Linked DNA regions of Mus musculus: region 2 is linked to region 1. Evidence: chromatin contacts called from public HiCAR-type data. All regions are on one chromosome and are shown on one strand. Each heading gives the region's core, a stretch centred on a gene start, on an enhancer-like site or on the middle of the called end of the contact. The rest is flanking DNA. Distances are from core to core; before and after follow the strand shown.

Region 1 (3,952 bases), core at 784-3,283:
TGTTACCCCCATTCTAGAGGTCAGAGAGGGGAGGTGCGGGAAGGCTAAGTGACCCTCTGAGCCCCAACACCTGGACGGCAAACAAATCAGGCTCAGCCTAACGGCAGAGGCTGCTCTTCCGACAGCCAGGCTCCTTGGGTAGTTCCTTCGGTGCCCTGCCCTGCTAGTGTTCTCTATTTTGGGTTCCCATGGTCTCCAAGCATCTTTCCTGAAGCTTCCCTCAAGTTCACTCTGGGCTCCTCCCATTAACACAGCCACCTCCTGGAGCAGAGCTCAGAAGAGCTGGCCCTATCTGGCTGGGATTCTCTCCCTCTCCTGCTCCTGAATTCCTGGCTAGTTCCTGGCAATCCTTGGCTTGGGTTGAGCCTGTGTAAGAGCAGATGCTGTAGCTGATGCTCTCAGGACTGTAGGGAGCATGAGCCTGTGGGAGCCGGGAGCAGTTTGGTGCAAGGCTTCTTGACAATGAAATGAAACTGGAAACATGGACGCCAAATCACGAAACAGCCCTTCCCCATCCAGGAGCTGAGACACTGGGCAAGGCCGGTGGTGCGCTCTTCCCCTCCCATTAGGGCCAAATGGGAAGTGGAAGCGCCTCCTGCTTTCTGAGCTGACGTTCAACTCCAGGACTCAAGATGATAAACACAGGCTTCATTATGCCCCTGTCTTCTTTTGCGGGCTTCTTAAGTGATTAGTGTAATAGTCTGTACACAATAGACTTTTAATTAATTTTTGTGGAATGCATAAATGCATGAACCACCAAGGGAAGGAACTGAAGTCCCTTGTGACAACAATCCCCTGAGCCCATCTCCACTCTATCTTGTAAGGGAAGCCCGCCAGGTAGCGGGCGATACTCAGGGAGGAGGCTTATAGCAGCTAAGGAGGAGTGTATCTGGGGATGGGCTGTCCTTCCTCTGCCTCCTGGGCAGGTGAGCATACATCGAAGCAGCCTTTCATGACTGTGATCTGACAGAGAGAGATTTTGGGATTTCCTCTGGAAATCTATAGCTATATGAGGAGGGGGTTATCCTTTCTCCTGGGGTCTTCTCATGATCATGGCTCTGTCTTACTGCGCCCTCTTCAAGTGAGGTACGGCCGTGTAAGTCATAGGAAAATCACTCCAGGGTCTAATGTCAACAAAGAAGACCATTTCCTCACTGCTCCAGATAGTCCCTTGGACTGTGAAAAACCCTTCCCAACAAGCAAACAAAAATTCCGACCACAGTTAGAAACCAAAGCCCAACAGAGGATTCAGTTCTCTAGAGATTTCTCCAGTGCAAAGCCACTAAGGAAAGGATGGTCTTTGGCCTTTGGGACATCACAAATCCCGTAAGGCTGATGCATGCAGACTACCTCATGCATATGATTGTTACATAGGCAATTCTGAGATGGCACAACTCATGAGATGTCTATCACCTATGTCAGTCAAAGAAAGCCCCGCCCTTTCGGAGACCGCCTCCTGAAAGCTCTTGGGATCTAGAGCCCTGTGCTGGCTGGAGTTTGCCCCTGCTTCTTGGAATGTTTACTCATTCATTTTCGCTTTCATCAACCCGTGCGTTCAAGGATACCACATCGCAGAAGAGCCATGCTGTTTATCCCGAGTCTATCTACCTGTCTTCACCCTGGGGAACCAGACTGTTGATAAGCTAGCTGATCCCTCTCTCCTTTCTTAAGATGTACTATCAGATCTCCCGGCCCCGCCTCCCTCAGCCTCTCCATCTTTGCTTAGTCCCACCCCTCCACTGAGTGCGGAAACAGACACCCATTCATTCCACGGAGCACAAACGATGTGTAGTCGGGAGCAGAGGAGGAGCTCCTAGGATGATGGAAGGGAGTCTCTTCGGGAGTAAAGCCTCCCTTCTCCTCTACCTACTGGGGGCCTAACAGGAGTGCCTGCTGCAGGAGTTAACCTCAGGACTTAGCTTCCGCCGCCCCAAACAGGCCTTTGTACTGCCAAGTCCTTGGATTGTACAAGCTTCTCTAACACTGGGAGTCAAATCAGGATCTGCATCATCTGTGTAGCTCCCTCCCACGCCTGAGTTGTCCCTGGCTGGAGGCAGGATCTCTAGACATCTCCCGTTACTTGGGGGGAAGTCAGCAGCCCTGCAGCTGGGGTGAAGTGCTTTCTAGGAAGTTCTAACCCCTATGTGTCTTCATGCCCAGGGCTCTACAGTTTATAATGCCACCATCCGGAACCTATGGCCCTAACCCAATTTCGTTTGCATTTTCATTCCTTTGACCCTAGACCACTAAGCCGGAAAGCGCTGCCTCAGACCAATTAGGATCCCTAGTTATTTCTGAGTATTCCTTTAGGTGAGGCTTTTACAGGCTCTCTTCTGCACCAAGCTTCAGGCCGCTTGGGTCCGTGGGTGTTTCATCTTCCTAATAAAATCCATCCATCCATCTTCCCGAAGAAGCAGATATCCCAGGGCTAGACTAGGGAAATAAAGTAATAACGTTATCGGCCTTCACAGAGCTATTTAAATACAGACCCGGTTGCTGGGGAGATGAAAGGGGGCCCCTTTTGTTATGAAAATGAAGGGAGTGGGGAGGGGTTCTGTTTGTGTTTTGATATGTTAATATGCCTGGAAGCCACCCAGGGTGGGCAGTGCTGGGGAGGCTGAGTCGCAAGGCATATTTATTTGTGCAGTTTAATTTAACAGCTAGGCTACAACGGGAGCTGCAATCGGGATTGTGTAAAGATAATTACAGCCCCATTATTAATCAGATGCCTGCAGGAGATGGCTTGCTAGCTCGCGGCTCCCCGGGCTGCATGCAGATCAGCAGCCAATCTGACACAGCATCTTTGTGGTCTCATTCTGCCATCTAGTGGCTGTTTCAGGAATTGCCCAGGGAAGATCATTCTAATTTGAAGTTCCTTTTTAAACAATGGGACGACATTCTAGAAGAAAAGGCAATTGCTGCAGCTTCTGAAAAGATAAGATAGGGAAAGGTTTGGAATCACATCACCAGTTTGCCACTTTTTAGTGATTCTGAGCTTGAAGTCGGAGAAAGTAACATATTTTTGATTGGATTCTGCCCCCCCCCCTCCGTCCCCCGCCCCGACCCCGGGGAACCTGAGTCTTCTAAAGAGTTCATGAACTATATACATAAACACACTGTGCTTTTCCATTCTTTTCTCTTCCATCTTTCCCGTTCTTCAGCTTTGTATCATGTTTTAGTTTCATTTTTCTCTTGTCTCTTGGATTAAAATCTTGCTTTTGTTTTGCGTTTTTCCCTGAGTCGAATGACTTGGGGCAGGGGGTATAAATCAGAAACAACCACACTCAGTCGAGCAAGGTTGGCATGTCCCTGCATTCCCAGCACTTAGGAAGTTCATGCAGGAAGAGCTGGGGTTCAAGGCTGGCTTGATCTACCCAGTAGAAACCTTACACCTGCCGAGGGTGGGGCACGCCCAGCATGAACTGACTGCAGCGAGGAAAAGGACACCCTGAGCCTCCTGAGGGGGAGGCCAGATGTTCAGCGAATGCTGGGCCCCCACACAGCATGGGAATAATAGAATGGGGAACCAGGAAGAGAGGCAGACACACAGTTAGGTGAATATCCTTTTGATTTGACTCTTGTTAACACTGTCCTTTCAACCCTCCACACCGGCCCATTAAACCCCAAGACAGCAGAGTGGATGGAGGTAGGAGGAGGGGAGAGAGGAACAACCTCCATCTGGGAGGTCACCATGAGGATCAAGGTAGATGTGCAGTCCCATAGAGGCTGCAGACCCAGTTGGAGCCTCCCTGAGAGGTGGCCCTTTTAATAGAACCTTGATTAAGATTGTCTGACAGTTTCATTTCCCTCACATTCCGATCTTTCAGGAATTGAAAGTGAATCCAGTTTATAAGCTGCCCTGGTTCTTAGGACTTTTACTCCTCCTCCTCTCCCTCCTCCTTTTAGATTTATTTATTTTATGTATAGACGTACACTATAGCTGTCTTCAGAC
Region 2 (3,952 bases), core at 1,086-3,585, 220 kb after region 1:
GAATGTCCACTGTAAACCGACTACCACAATCAAGCTACCTGATATCCATCACCTCTCATACCTTACAAAGTGTATTTTCTCGGTTGAACACTTAAGATCCAGATTTCAAACACAGAGCAAAACTTTGTCCATGATAGTCACATTACTATACCTTAGTTCACAAGCCTTTATCCATCCTACACAGGACACTTGGTGCCCTTGACAATTATGTGCCTGTTCTCCTTTGTAGCCCCAGGCAACAATCATTCTACTGTTTCTACAAGGTCACTTATTTCCCCCTCCAATCCATGTATAAATGAGATCATGCACTATTTATCTTTCTGTGGCTGGCTTATTTTGCTTAATGTAATGTTATGCAATATCATACACATTGTCACAAATTTTCATTTTTAAGGCTGAATATGAATACTATGTGAGAGACAGGTTCACAGGTTTTTTTGTTGTTGATGGTGGTGGTGGTTTTTTGGGTTTTTTTTTTTTTTTGCCATTGATAGAAAAAAAATGACAGGCATTTAGTTTGAAACTTTATTTTGCCTGTTGTGAACAATGTTGCACTGAGGTGTGGAGTGGAAATAGTACTCTGAGATGACTATTTCGTGTGTGTGTGTGTGTGTGTGTGTGTGTGTGTGTGTGTGTGTGTGTATGCCTGTGCCTGTGGAGGTCAGAAAAGGACACTGGGTCCCCTATAGCTGGATTTTTTTTAATATAGATCATATGGAGTCTATAGGTTATTCTGTGAAACATGGGCGTTTTAACAGTAAGAATTCTTCCAACCCAGAAGCAAAATGTCTATTACCATTTGCTTGTATCTTATCCAACTTCTTTCATCAACATTTCAGAGTCTTCAATGTACAGCTCTTCATCCCCTTGATCAATTTTATTCCTAAGTGTTGTATGTTGTCACACATTGTGCCCTTCATTCCTCATTCACATAGTTCACTGTTCTGTTGGAATACATCTAATTTGTATATGAATATGTGTACTGTAACATTCATAATTTGTATATGAATATGTGTACTGTAACATTCATAATTTGTATATGAATATGTGTACTGTAGCATTCTCATTTTTTATTAATTCCAACAATTTCCTGCCAGATTTAGGGATTTACAGAGAGATTGTATATTCTTTCCTGTTTGCATATCTCTTATTTATTTTTCTTGCCCAGTGCTCTCCCTAGCACTTCAAATGCTTTGTTGAATAGATATGGCAAGAGTGGGCATCCTTGTTTTCTTCCTGATCTTAAAGAAAATTGTTTCAACTTTTTGCCCATTCAGTTTCAGTTTTGGGCTCAACACATGTGCCTGCACTTCACCACTCTTTCTCCACATAATTTGCTCATAGTTTTTGTCCCATAAGGTTGTTGAGTTTTGTCAAACACTTCTACGGTTACAGAAAAGGTCATGGTTTATCCTGTTGCTCTTTTACTGTTAATGATATGGTTGAGACTTCTTTCTCTTTCTTAATAAATCAGTCTGTCCGAGAGTTTATTATCTTCCAGGTTATACCCAATTCACAGACATATAATTATTTACAACCATTTATTATGATAGCTTGTGTGGTGGTCTGAATGAGAATGGTTCCTTCAGCTCTTAGGGATTGGCATTAGTGGAGGTATGGTCTGTTGGGGTGGTGGTGGGGTTGGAGGAAATGTGTCACTAGGGGTCAGGGGTAGCTTTTGAGGCTTCATAAGCTTAAACCAGCCTAGATGCTCATTGCCTCTTCCTGCTGCCTGCAGATGTAGATATAAAACTCTCAGCTCCTTCTCCAGCATTATGTTTGTCTATGGGCCACAGTTCTTCCTGGCATAATGATAATGAACTAAACCTCTGAACTCTAAGCCCAATTAAATGTTTTCCTTTGTAAGAGTTGCCTTGGTCTTGATGTCTCATCACGGCAATAAAACCATAACTAAGACAGAAGTTGGTACCAGGAGTGCTGTATTGCTGTGATAGGCCAGACCATGTTTTTGTTTAGAGGAATTTGGACTGTGGAATTTTGGATTAGAAAGGCAGTTGAACATTTTAAGTGGAGCTTAATGGGGCATAGTAGGATTATGGAAGACAGTGGTGCTGAAGGTGATTTGAACTGTGGTGCCTCAACTCAAGAGGTTTCAGAGGAGAATAATATTAATATGTGGCCTATATGTTCTTGCAATATTTTGGTGAAGAATGCAGTTTCTTCTGCCCTTGACCAAACCATCTGGCTGAGACTAAACTTTGACAGACAAAATTTCCAAAGAACCTAGTGTGTAGCTATTGGTAGCCAGTCTTATGCAGATCTGCAATGAAAAGGAGCAAGCTGGTCAAGGAAAAATGCAAAATCTATTGTTGCAGGAGAAAAGGAGCTTTAGGAAGTGAAAACAGGTCAAAGAAAAGCCTGATGCTAAGTGGAATAAAGGGAGTGGTGCCCTCAGAGCGAGACCCCCACCCAGCTAAGCTTCCAACTTGTGAAAATGAGTTAAAGAAAAGTGAAAAGGAATTAAAGAAAAGCTTAGGGCCAGGTATAGTGGTGCATATCTTTAATTCCACTGCTCAGAAGGCAGAGACTTCTGGATCTCAGAGTTCAAGGCCAGCTTGGTCTACAGACCAAGTTCTAGGACAACGAAGCTTAGGCAGTGAAGGAAACCAACCAAAGCATAAAGCTGGTAAAAATGTATTTGAACAAGGGCACCCTGTTCCAGCCCCAGCAAGCAGCAGAATTTGGCAGCTTCATCCTCATGGTTCTGGTTCTGGCTTTATAGTCAAAGACATAAGAAAGGGGCTATGAAATCTCCCTCCATGTCTCTTCCTTAGGAAAACTACTGAGACCTGGTGTGTGTCAGGGATGCCCCTGCATGGAGACCTAGAAAGGCCACTGGGTGAAGCTTTGAAGATAAAGCCTGGATAGCCTTGGAGATGCCAGAGCCGTGGGATACCTGCTGAGGAAAGCTTCTAAGGGGGAGTGGAACTAGCCCAAGAGAAAGAGTTGTGTTGCAGTCGACAAAGCTGGAAGATCTGAACACTTTGATATCAGACATGGAGATGCAGAGGTTTAGAGTTTGCCCAGCTGGTTTTTTTGGTCTTGTTTTGGTCCCATATTTCATCATTGTGCTCCCATTCCTCCCTTTTGGAATGGTAATGCATATTCTGTGTCATTGTATGTTAGAAGTATGTCATCTGCTTTTGTCATTTTCACTTTACAGGGTGTTATAGTTAAGAGATTGTTTTGAGGATCAGAAACTTAGAACTTGGGAGTTTTAAATACTGTCGAGACCATGACAGTCTATGGGAACTTCTGAAGTTGAACTAAATGCATTTTGCATTTTGATACAGCTGCAGGCCTTTAAGGACCAGGGAGTAGAATGAGGTGATATGAATGAAAATGGTCCCCATAGACTTATAAGGAGTAGCATTACTGAGGATGTGACCTTGTTGGAGGAACAGTGTCACTGGTGGAGTAGACTTTAAAGTTTTAGAAGCTCAAGCCAGGCCTAGTGACTCACTGCCTCTTCCCGTTGCCTGTGGATCCAGATGTAAAACTCGCAGCTACCTCTCAAGCACCATGAGTTCTCTGCATGGCACCGTGCTTCCCACCATGCTGATGATGGATTAAGCCTCTGAAACTGTAAGCCAGCCCCAATTAAATGGTTTCCTTTATAAGAGTTCCCATGGTCATGCTGTCTCTTCACAGCAATAAAACCCTAACTAAGACAGCTTGCTTTTCAGGAGCATCAGTTAAAGGACTTAGCCCTCATTTCTAATCTTATTCACTTGAGTTTCTCTTTGTTTCTTAGTCTAACTAAGAGTTTGTCAGTTCTCTCTTTCAGAATCCAAACTTGGACTGAGGAGATGGCTTGGTTAGGAAGGAGCCACAGTGGATCCGAGAACCATGCATGCATGAGTGAAACAAATCTTTCATGAGCAGATGAGTTCTGTCCCTAGAATGCACATGTGAAAAGCAGGGAGTGATG

Evidence for each region. HiCAR-type assays count read pairs that join an accessible place to other places.
Region 2: a contact with region 1 is called in a HiCAR-type map of embryonic stem cells, with 4 times the contacts expected there. The contact joins two enhancer-like sites. A contact is called at or near these places in 2 of 484 Hi-C or Micro-C datasets (embryonic stem cells and ventricular fibroblasts) and 1 of 115 datasets of contacts at active chromatin or transcription factors (embryonic stem cells).

The regions. Positions count from the first base shown.
Region 1 is chr11:81,610,643-81,614,594 of GRCm38.p6, forward strand. It overlaps a transcript of Asic2 not described here. Among named protein-coding and RNA genes, the nearest start is that of Gm11418, 25 kb to the left of the region's middle. Within about 2 kb of position 2,034, at least 89 of the 459 cell types and tissues checked have an H3K27ac peak or open chromatin away from gene starts, as enhancers often do. A contact at or near this core is called in embryonic stem cells, where this site is marked.
Region 2 is chr11:81,830,241-81,834,192 of GRCm38.p6, forward strand. It overlaps a transcript of Asic2 not described here. Among named protein-coding and RNA genes, the nearest start is that of 5530401A14Rik, 28 kb to the right of the region's middle. Within about 2 kb of position 2,336, at least 3 of the 459 cell types and tissues checked have an H3K27ac peak or open chromatin away from gene starts, as enhancers often do. A contact at or near this core is called in embryonic stem cells, where this site is marked.